Regions from separate parts of the Hordeum vulgare genome. Here region 1 is linked to region 2. The links are chromatin contacts, called in public Hi-C maps. All regions are on one chromosome and are shown on one strand. Each heading gives the region's core, a stretch centred on a gene start, on an enhancer-like site or on the middle of the called end of the contact. The rest is flanking DNA. Distances are from core to core; before and after follow the strand shown.

What was found. A called contact is a pair of places that touch in the nucleus more often than the background predicts.
Region 1: a Hi-C map of seedling shows a contact between it and region 2, with 3 times the contacts expected there. The contact joins two enhancer-like sites. A contact is called at or near these places in 2 of 6 Hi-C or Micro-C datasets (leaf and seedling).

What each region holds. Positions count from the first base shown.
Region 1 is chr7H:517,988,190-517,993,032 of MorexV3_pseudomolecules_assembly, forward strand. No RefSeq gene overlaps it. Among protein-coding and RNA genes, the nearest start is that of LOC123409927, 94 kb to the right of the region's middle. Within about 2 kb of position 1,467, at least 3 of the 3 cell types and tissues checked have open chromatin away from gene starts, as enhancers often do. A contact at or near this core is called in leaf and seedling, where this site is marked.
Region 2 is chr7H:517,525,776-517,530,670 of MorexV3_pseudomolecules_assembly, forward strand. It overlaps LOC123412747 (ABC transporter G family member 42-like), which reads left to right. Exons shown (of 21, transcript XM_045105681.1): 18 at 71-298; 19 at 380-551; 20 at 645-899; 21 at 986-1,562. The coding sequence ends at 1,255. Among protein-coding and RNA genes, the nearest start is that of LOC123412747, 20 kb to the left of the region's middle. Within about 2 kb of position 1,671, at least 3 of the 3 cell types and tissues checked have open chromatin away from gene starts, as enhancers often do. A contact at or near this core is called in leaf and seedling, where this site is marked.

The DNA of each region.
Region 1 (4,843 bases), core at 217-2,716, 460 kb after region 2:
AGTTCAGATTATTGGAATTATTAATATTTTTGTTCTCTCATTAAAGAATTATACTCACGTGTTACATGGAATTGACGTAGTTAGTTAACATTCAGGCCTCTGCGTCATTATGATGTACATAACCATTTTTATTAATTACAGAGTACATGAGAAAAGCAACTCTGACCGAACCATTACACGATATGCAATAAAACACCTATGACTAAGTCAACCTCTTCCATAATAACACCTTCAACAAAGGATAAACGTCATTATGCCATTCTCAGCATATCCTGTCGGAGATGGCTTGGACAAGAATTTCCATCTCGGTTTCCAAAACTAACCAATGAAGACCAACATAACAACAAGTACAGGCAAGAGGTAACAACACAAGTTTGTTGTCGATGAGCCTGACCAATGAATGCCTTCAATGCTTTGCTGGAATGTATTTAAGGCAAATAGCATACTTGAGGAAACATACAATATGCCAGACACGCATGTCATTGGCTTTAAGGAAAGCATCGCGTATTGCAGAAGTTAAGTAGATGCATGATGTATAGTACTTATGATTCGTGCGGAAAATCACTTGAATACGCGGGATTCATCAGGGAAAGGGGGAAGGAAACATGTAACGTGACAGGGAAAGAAAGGCGAGGAGCACCGAAAGCATGTGTTTGGACGGTGGTGGTTGAAATTGACAGCTGAAACCATCCGACCGGCCGGGCTACTTCGCTATCAAATCGCGTGGGTCGTCCTGCTTGACAGCGACGTGGTCGACGGCGATTCGATCATGGTAAGGACACCTTGTTCATATTTCAACGATCGGATTGTACGTGTGTGCCTTGGATATATTTATTTCTCTTTTAATTTCAGTCGTAGTGTTGCGTCTGTCCAAGTTCTGATTTCATATATAATAAACTTCAAATGAAATCGTTGTTTACAAGTGTGAGTGTATGTATATTTCTATTTCCTCTGTACCTAAATACTTATGATTGAAAATAACTGTTTTTTCTAACTATAAGTATTTAGATATAGAAAAAAAATACATACGTCTATTTTTTACCGTGTTAGAAAAAAGAAGACTCACTAAGTGATGTTGGCTTGATCCTCGGACGGCGTGAAGTCGTAGTGTTGAGGAGTTGATGTCAAGACCCTCTCTCTTTCTCCTTTCTCCTCTTTCTTCCCCATGACACAAAAACGCAGTAACACGCTGCTCCACCCTGCTGCTCCAGCTCCAATCACAAGGTGATGGGGCATTATGTTCCTGTTCCTCATACTGCGTCGTTTGTCGTCGTCCGTAGGATCCATGCTGTGAGTGTCCTCCGGTGCATGATTAGCACGTCACGCGGACGGATAGTATACATATTCTCTTGCCCCTGTCTATAATGGAATCGAGCATGGCGGCAACGATCAATAAACATCCGTCCTTGCCGGGAGGCTACCGTTTGTCTTATACAATAGGATGATGGCGAATCAATTAGGATTAGAAGGTGGCAAGGGAGAGACTTCAAGTGGCCGTCACGTCGGGCCAGGCCAGCGTGTACGGCGTGGATGGCATGCATGCACCGCGCGCCCAGCTCGGAGTTTGTTTTGCCGCCCTTTTGCTTGACGTCGCCGCACGTCTCTACCACCTACTCATTGCTGGGATATGCTGCTGAGAGCAACCCTAAATCCAAATAGAGGACGATTTTGTTTGTTTTTCGTCTGTTTGAATTGGTTCGACGGACAATAACGTTCGTTTTAGCGTTTGAATCGACGTATCCGTCCAACGATTGCCCTATCCATTTTTTGCCGGCTCATAAAAAAAGCATTTCTAAAAATAATAAATAAACATTAAACATTAAAAACCGATCACGAAGACCGTCGACAGTCCACTTGTCCCCATTACATTATAATTGGAAAAAGAATAGGCGTCCTCATCGTCAATGGTGAGGTCGGGCTACGCCGGCGCGAGGGCGGGCTGTGCCGCCGCGGCAGCGCTTGTGACGGCGATGGCGCATCACGGGCGCGCTCGTGCGCTAGGCGCATCGCCCTCTTAGAATGGAGGTAGGCGACCTCCTCCGGAAGCAGCGCGCGGGCATAGACGACGGGGGTGTTTTCGTTGTTTTGGCCAGAGCCGGGAACAACACGGGTGTGCGCCTCCGCCGGGGCCCTCTTAGAATGGAGGTAGGCGACCTCTTCCGGAAGCAGCGCACGGGCATAGACGACGGGGGTGTTTTCGTTGTTTTGGCCAGAGTCGGGAACAACACGGGCGCGCGCCTCCGTCGGGGCCCTCTTAGCATGAAGGTAGGCGACCTCCTCCGAAAGCAGCGCGCGGGCATAGACGACGGGGGTGTTGCCGTTGTTGGCCATGGCTGCTGGCTAGGGTAGCCGACGAGAAAACAGAGGGATGGCGAGTTGGGGATAGAGTCTGGAAGCAGATGAGGCTGAACCCCCTCCGCACGCTCAAATTAAAAAAGACCAACCGTGATCGCTGACGTGTGGGTTCGGGGAGGGCGGCCGTCATAAATTATGTTGACCGCGGTGGTTGAAGCGAACATCGCGAGGGCGCGCGTCTGCGCCAACGCATTCCAGTCCCAAATTTAGGTCGAAAATGGGTCGGCGCGGACGCGAAGCGGACACGTTTTAAAAATGGATCGACGCGTTGGACAATCACTTCTGTCCGTATGCCCCTAAACGAACGATGAGGGATGAAATGGATCGCTCGGTTGGAGTTGATTTGAGTGTGTAAACCACATAATTTCTCTGTGCGGAAACACTTCCTATCAGTATACTGATCAGCCATTTTTTTCATACTGGTCCTTCAACCATAGTTCATCTTCTATTTCTAAATAGATGTAACTCATCATCTAATTTCCCTAATCATGCAAGCGTGACACATCAGCGAGATATACATGTGTGCCACATCATTATCATGCCATCAGAATCGTGCATATTATTGCTGAATTATAGATGGGGTTTCGACCAATATAAACAATAATTATTGGTTAATCTATAAGTCCCATGTGGGGTGCATGCCATCCACGTCTTTTTAGGGATCGTGGAAAGTTTAGTGAATATCCTTTTTTTTAGCTAAAGTTTAGTGGACCTCCTATATGATACGCGTTGGATTGGACGCGCACTGCACAGGGATTCTCTCGATTGGGCCAGCCCAACATCATGCAAACAATGATAAAATCCATGTTAAAAAGCACAGGCGTTAAATTGCCGAGCGGACGCATAGGGGACTTCAACTGGGCCGGCTCATTAAGGTAACACAGCGAAAATCGCAAAAAACAGTGCGCGAGGGTTGTATCGAACAAGAGACCTCCTGTTTCTTAGGCAAGCACCTAGCCAACTGAACTAATGACCTTTGTTCGTTTAAAATGCGCGCGAAGCTAATATGCTTCTCTAAAAGGTTACTGATTTCATATTTTTTGAATTTCTGAAATGTAAACAGCTTTTGTATTTATGAACAAATTTTATAAATGTATTTTTTTTAATTTCTGAAAATATTTAAAAATACAAACATTATTTGAATATGTGAACAATACTTGAAATTATGATTCTTTTTGAAAACAAGTACATTTTTTCAAATTTTGATACTCTTTTTGTGAATAGTTTTTGAAATGGGAACATTTTTTAACTTATGCTCACGTCTTAAAACAGGAACACTTTTTGAACTTACATACATTTTCTGAAACGGCAAACATTTTTTAGAAAATGAGGAACATTTTTTAAACTTCACGACCATTTTAAAATCATGAATATTTTAGAATTAGAGAACAAAATATGAACAAGTTTTCAATTTTTGATTTTTTTTAAAACAGCAACATTTTTGGTAAAACAGGAACATTTTGTTATAAAATGTGAAAAAAGAACATTTTTTGAAAATTGTGACCAATTTATGAAAAATGGAACATTATTTAAAAAATCATGTAGTTTTTTGAATGGGAGAACATTTTTGGAAACCCGGACACTTTTTGAAAATATGAACACATTTTGGAAGCCGGAACATCTTTTGAAGCACGAACATTTAAATATAAATTGTGAACAAAATTTTGAACACGGGAATATTTTGTGAAATACAAAACAAAAATTAGAAAATGTCAAACAAAAAGTAAAAAAAGAAAAAAAATTGAAGTAAAAATGAAAAACGAGACAATAAAATTTTTTGAAATGGGAATATTTTTTAACTTATGTGCACTTATTTAAACAGGAACTTTTTTTCAAATTTCAGAATATTTTTCTGAAAAATTCGAAACATTTTGATAAAAACGTCACAACTTTTTTCAAAATTATGAAACATTTTTTAAATTCTGGAATACTTTTACAAAGTTACGGAACATTTTGCCAGATTCCGGAACATTTTTTTAATTTCCGAAACATTTTTTAAATTCTGGATCATTTTACAAATTCCCGAACATTTATAAAAATTCTGATAGATTTTTCAAAATGCAGAACATTTTTTCAAATTTTGAATCATTTTTTGAAAATCCGGAACATTTTTGATACAGAAACAGAAAAAAAAAGAAATAGAAAAAAAGGAAAATAGAAAGCAGAAAAAAAAACAGATTCAGGGAATCTTCTAGAAAGGTCCCAAAACCGGAAAAACCGGCAGGGAAACTCGAGAAGGTTCGCAAAACCGGAATGCTCCAACATGTCAATGGGCCGGCCCAGTTTGTTGCGTGATCCTTAGGTTTGTGCAAATGGTCGATAATTTGATGCAGTGTGCGTCCAATAGGATATTCCAGGCGAGTGTTCGAACCATGTGTTCCGCAACTCCTGCCGGCAAGCCCGGTCCAAGGTTGCGGAGCGGAGTTAGCGTCGTAGTCGAAGTAGTCGAACACACAAAGTCACAAAACACACAAGGAAGTAGAGAGGG
Region 2 (4,895 bases), core at 421-2,920:
TCAAATTTTATAATAGACATAGAACTTTATGTAACAAATTTCTCATGGAATACACCGGCTGTATTTCCAGGCACAACAAGTTATTGGTCAACCGGCTAAGTCAACCAGAATCAGGAACATCAGATCTGTATTTTCCTACAGAATATTCTCAATCGATTATAGGGCAGTTCAAAGTCTGCCTCTGGAAGCATTGGCTGACCTATTGGCGCAGCCCAGATTACAACCTTGTCAGATTTTTCTTCACTTTGTTCACAGCCTTGCTGCTTGGCTCCATCTTTTGGAAGATTGGCACCAATATGTAATTACTGTACTTATCTTCATCCTTGACTCCTTAAACCTAATGTATCAGCATCTGAATTTTTGGTGCCCTATGATGCAGGGGAGATGCCAATACTCTTAGAATGGTCATTGGAGCAATGTACACAGCAGTGATGTTCGTCGGCATCAACAACTGTTCTAGCGTTCAACCAATTGTTTCAGTTGAGAGAACAGTTTTCTACCGGGAGAGGGCTGCTGGGATGTACTCTGCAATGCCGTATGCAATTGCTCAGGTAAGAGTAGAGATAATTGAACACGGTGATAGCTGAAGTAGCAAGGTTGTCATTGGCTTTTTTGGGTATCTCAAGCCTTGTGTTTTGCTTCAGGTTGTCATGGAGATTCCTTATGTCTTCGTCCAAACCTCGTATTACACCCTCATCATATACGCGATGATGGGCTTCCAGTGGACAGTTGTCAAGTTCTTCTGGTTCTTCTTTGTCTCCTACTTTTCCTTCCTCTACTTCACCTACTACGGGATGATGACTGTATCAATCTCACCAAACCATGAGGTTGCAGCCATCTTCGCCGCAGCTTTCTATTCCCTATTCAACCTTTTCTCTGGATTCTTCATCCCGAGACCGGTGAGTTCTGTTTCTTGATTAGAATATTGTTGCAGTTCCTTCTCTCTCCTAAGACCAATAACTTTGTTTGCTCTTGCTTTGTCCAGAAAATCCCCAAATGGTGGATCTGGTACTACTGGATTTGCCCATTGGCATGGACAGTTTATGGGCTCATAGTGACACAATATGGAGACCTGGAAGAGACCATCTCCGTCCCAGGCCAATCGGACCAGACAATCAGTTACTACATAACTCATCATTTTGGATACCATAGGAGCTTCATGGCGGTCGTTGCACCGGTGCTTGTGCTCTTTGCAGTGTTCTTCGCCTTCATGTATGCTATTTGCCTCAAGAAGTTGAGCTTCCAACAACGGTAGTAGGAACTGAAAGCCAACAGACAATTTTTGGAACAAACTCTTCTTTTGTCCTTCCATTTTTGCCAGTGTAAATATGGATGTACTTTTTTTTCTTTCTGGATTCCATATTGATACACAAATATGATGAGGATGCATGCAACCTTCCAGGCTTGTATGAGCAACTCTAGCAGGTTCTGTAAAATCCCCATTATGTATGATGAGCGCACTGTAAAGTAATTTTACAGGCCTTGGAGTGCTGCTAGATCCAGATTCTGTAAAACTGCAGTCTCTATAAAATTTCTTATACATGGGACCCACTTTTCAGCGAGTCTCCGTTTCTGCCCTAATTCCCCACTTCCTCTTCTGCTTTTTTTTAGGCAAACCTCCACCAGCAGTAGCTCGGCGGGAGCGAGAGCTGGATGGGCATGTCGAGGACTGATGAGGGTATTTTGCACACGATAGGCCCATGGTGACTTAAAACCCAGCAAATGCCCACGAAGGTCCAAGCCCACATTCGTCAAGTACTATACCTGTTGAAAGGGAAAAGGGGAGCTCCTATACGACGCGTTCTCCGTCCGACTGCAGAGGAAACGCACAGGACGAGTCAGACCTGGGCTGGCTCACTAGTGAGTTACTGTAGCATCAGATCGAAAATACAGTAAAAGAGAAATACATGCGAGCAAATGGTACTACGGATACTGCATTTTGTAAAAGATGAACCTTTTCAAAAATTTGAACTCATTTAAAACTGAATATTTTTCTGAAAACATGATAATTTTTTCAAATATGCCAACCTTTTTTCAAAAAAATTGAACGCCTTTTGATTTCTGCGAACATTTTTTCAAACTTTTTACTATTTTTTGAAAAGGAAACATTGTTTTGAAAGCGCGAACATTTTTCAGAAATATGAACATTTGCAAACATTTTTTCAAATTCCGAAATATTTTTTCAAATTACAGAACATTTTCTTCAAAAATACGATTTTTTTAATAAAATTCCTCGGAACATTTTTTTGAAAAATCTGAAACATTTTGATAAAATTTCCAGAACATCTTTTCAAATTTTGAACATTTTTCTAAATTTTAAAACATTTTTTAAAATTCCGGAACATTTTTTAAATTCCGGATTTTTTTTGAAAATCCAAAACATTTTGAATCAGAAACAGAAAAAAAGAAACAAAAAAGAATAAAGAAAAAAGAAAACAAAAAAACCGGTTCGGGGAATCTTCTAGAAAGCTCCCAAAAACGAAAAAAACGGTTGGAAACCTCTAGAAGGTTCCCAAAACCGGGATCGATGAAAGTGCTAACGGGCCGGCCCAAACCCTGTCGCTCGTTGGCAACTCCGTCAAATAGGGTTTTCTAGGGAAAAGAGGGATTGGTGGAATAGTTGTTTATTGCTTGAGCCTCATGGACATATATATATAGGAGTACATGATCATCTTGGAGTACAAGTCAAGACAGTAACAAATCATAGTCTATCTATGTTTCCTAAACAACCACGATACTCAACATCCCCTCGTAGTCACAACGGTAGCGACGCAGACGGTGAGACTGGAGATGAATCCGAAGGTTAGCCAACGATCATCCCCCCACAGTCGTAACGGACGACGTATCGCGGAAGTTGTGGCTGGAGTGGAAATCGGCGAGGTTGCTCAAGCAAGGTGGTAGCCCTTTGTGCCGATGTCGAGGTAGTCGAGAGCGTAGGCTGGTGTATCCGTGGTCGAGGTAGCCGTGCGAAGAACGCCTTGGTCGATGTCGAGTCGGGGTAGCCGGTGTCGAGGAAGTTGCCATGGAGTCGCGGGCGCAAGGAAGCGCCGAGTTAGTCATGGGCGCAGTGGTGTCGAAGTAGTGATGCGCCGGGAAGAAGACGTAGTTGAGACGCGTCGCACCGAGTTTTCCAAGCCCAGGGACACATCATGGACGAAGGCACACACCGGTGTTGCCAGCATCGCGCATGCGTAGATGGACGAAGTTGATGTTGACGATGCGTTGCTCCAGGTTTGCCAGGCTGGGAACACACCAGGGACGAAGGCATGCGGCGGTGTTGCCAGCACCGGGCATGCGTAGACGGGGACCTGCACACAACTTATACGCCATGTCGAGGAGGCTAGCAGATAAAGGCTCAATGACGGTTGCGGAGCAAATCGGCGGGGGCCGATGTAGTCTGCGGTGGTCGGGGAAGACGACATCGACGTTGGCGATGAGCTGGTGCTGGACAAAGATGAAGGAGGTGGACGGGCGGCACGACTCGGGTGAGCGAGCTGCAGCAGCGCCAAAGGAGAGCACCACCGACGGCCTAATGGCAGCGGCGGTGGCTGGTTAGGAGCGCGACAGCGATGCCCGAAGTAGGCGAGGAAGAGCCCGACATCATGACGAAAACTGGCGCGAACGATGGTATTCCCATGCCGAAGGAGACGGCGCAATGCAGACCATAGGAAGTCGACGCGCGAGGGACGACCGAGTGAACCGCGCGCCACGGTGCTACGACCCGAAGGGGCGACGAAGCGGCAACGCGCGGGTTGGGGCGACGATGGGAAGACCTCGGGGTGGCAGCGTAGACTGCGTGCCGTGGCGCTACGGCCCAAAGGGGCGACGCAGTGGCGGTGCGCGGGTCGGTGCAGCCACGGGATGACTTCAGGCGGCGATGGGGACAGCGTGCCGCCGCGCTACAACCCAAAAGGGTGGAGTAGCGGCAGGTCACGGGTCGATGCAACCGCTAGGAGAACCACACGGCCGCGATGCTGCGGCCCGATGGGGCGATGCAGCGGCAACACAATGCTCGATCGGTGAAGGGGCGCTCTTTACTCGGGATAGTCTTCACGGGAACTACGAAGACGCGCGCAACCGACAGGCAATATCGGTCGCACGGTGTAGCTGAGGTAGATCGTGGATGGGCGGGTGATCAATCCGACCGTGAGCGAGGTCGGGGACGTCGCTCGATGGAGGCAGTGTGACAACGTCCAAGATGAAGCTGGCGATGACGATCGCAGCTGGAGCTGGCAGTCGACCAGAGGCAGCCGGCGAAGCCGACGCAGCGGATAGCTCGCAGGCGGCCCGAGGCAGCTGGCGAGGCCGACACGGCCGGCCCGAGGAAGCTGACGAGGCCGACGGTCGGAGCCGGCAGTCGGCCAGAGGCAGCTAATGAGGTCGACGCAACCGACAGCGAGCAGCCGGTCAAAGGAAGCCGACGAGGCCGACTTAGCCGGAGACGGGAGCCGACCCGATGCAGCCCATGCGCGAACGTACGAAGCAACGGTGAAGGCGGATGGTGATGAAGCAGTCCCGGTCGGAGAAGGGTGGCAACGGCCGGTGTAGGACGACGACGTTAAGACGCGCTGTCGACGACCAGAAGGGGCCGCCGCATCGTGTGAGGCCGCCGAGTCTGTGTAGAGACCGGATCGCGCCGGTGTCGAAGTAGAGGCGCGGTGGTTGACGGCGACGGCGGGTGACGCGAACCTATCTTAGATCGGAAAACCAAAAAGGAAGAACGTCGATCAAGAGATCAACAAAAGAGAGAAAATCCAAATAAAGAGATCAGAAAAAGACTCTCTAAGGCATCCGATCAACAAGATCGGCGGATGAACCCTAGGTACGGGCGACGCAGCCCCCGGCAGCGGTCATGGAGGCCGACAGCCCCAGGGGCAGCGCGCGGTGCGGAAGCG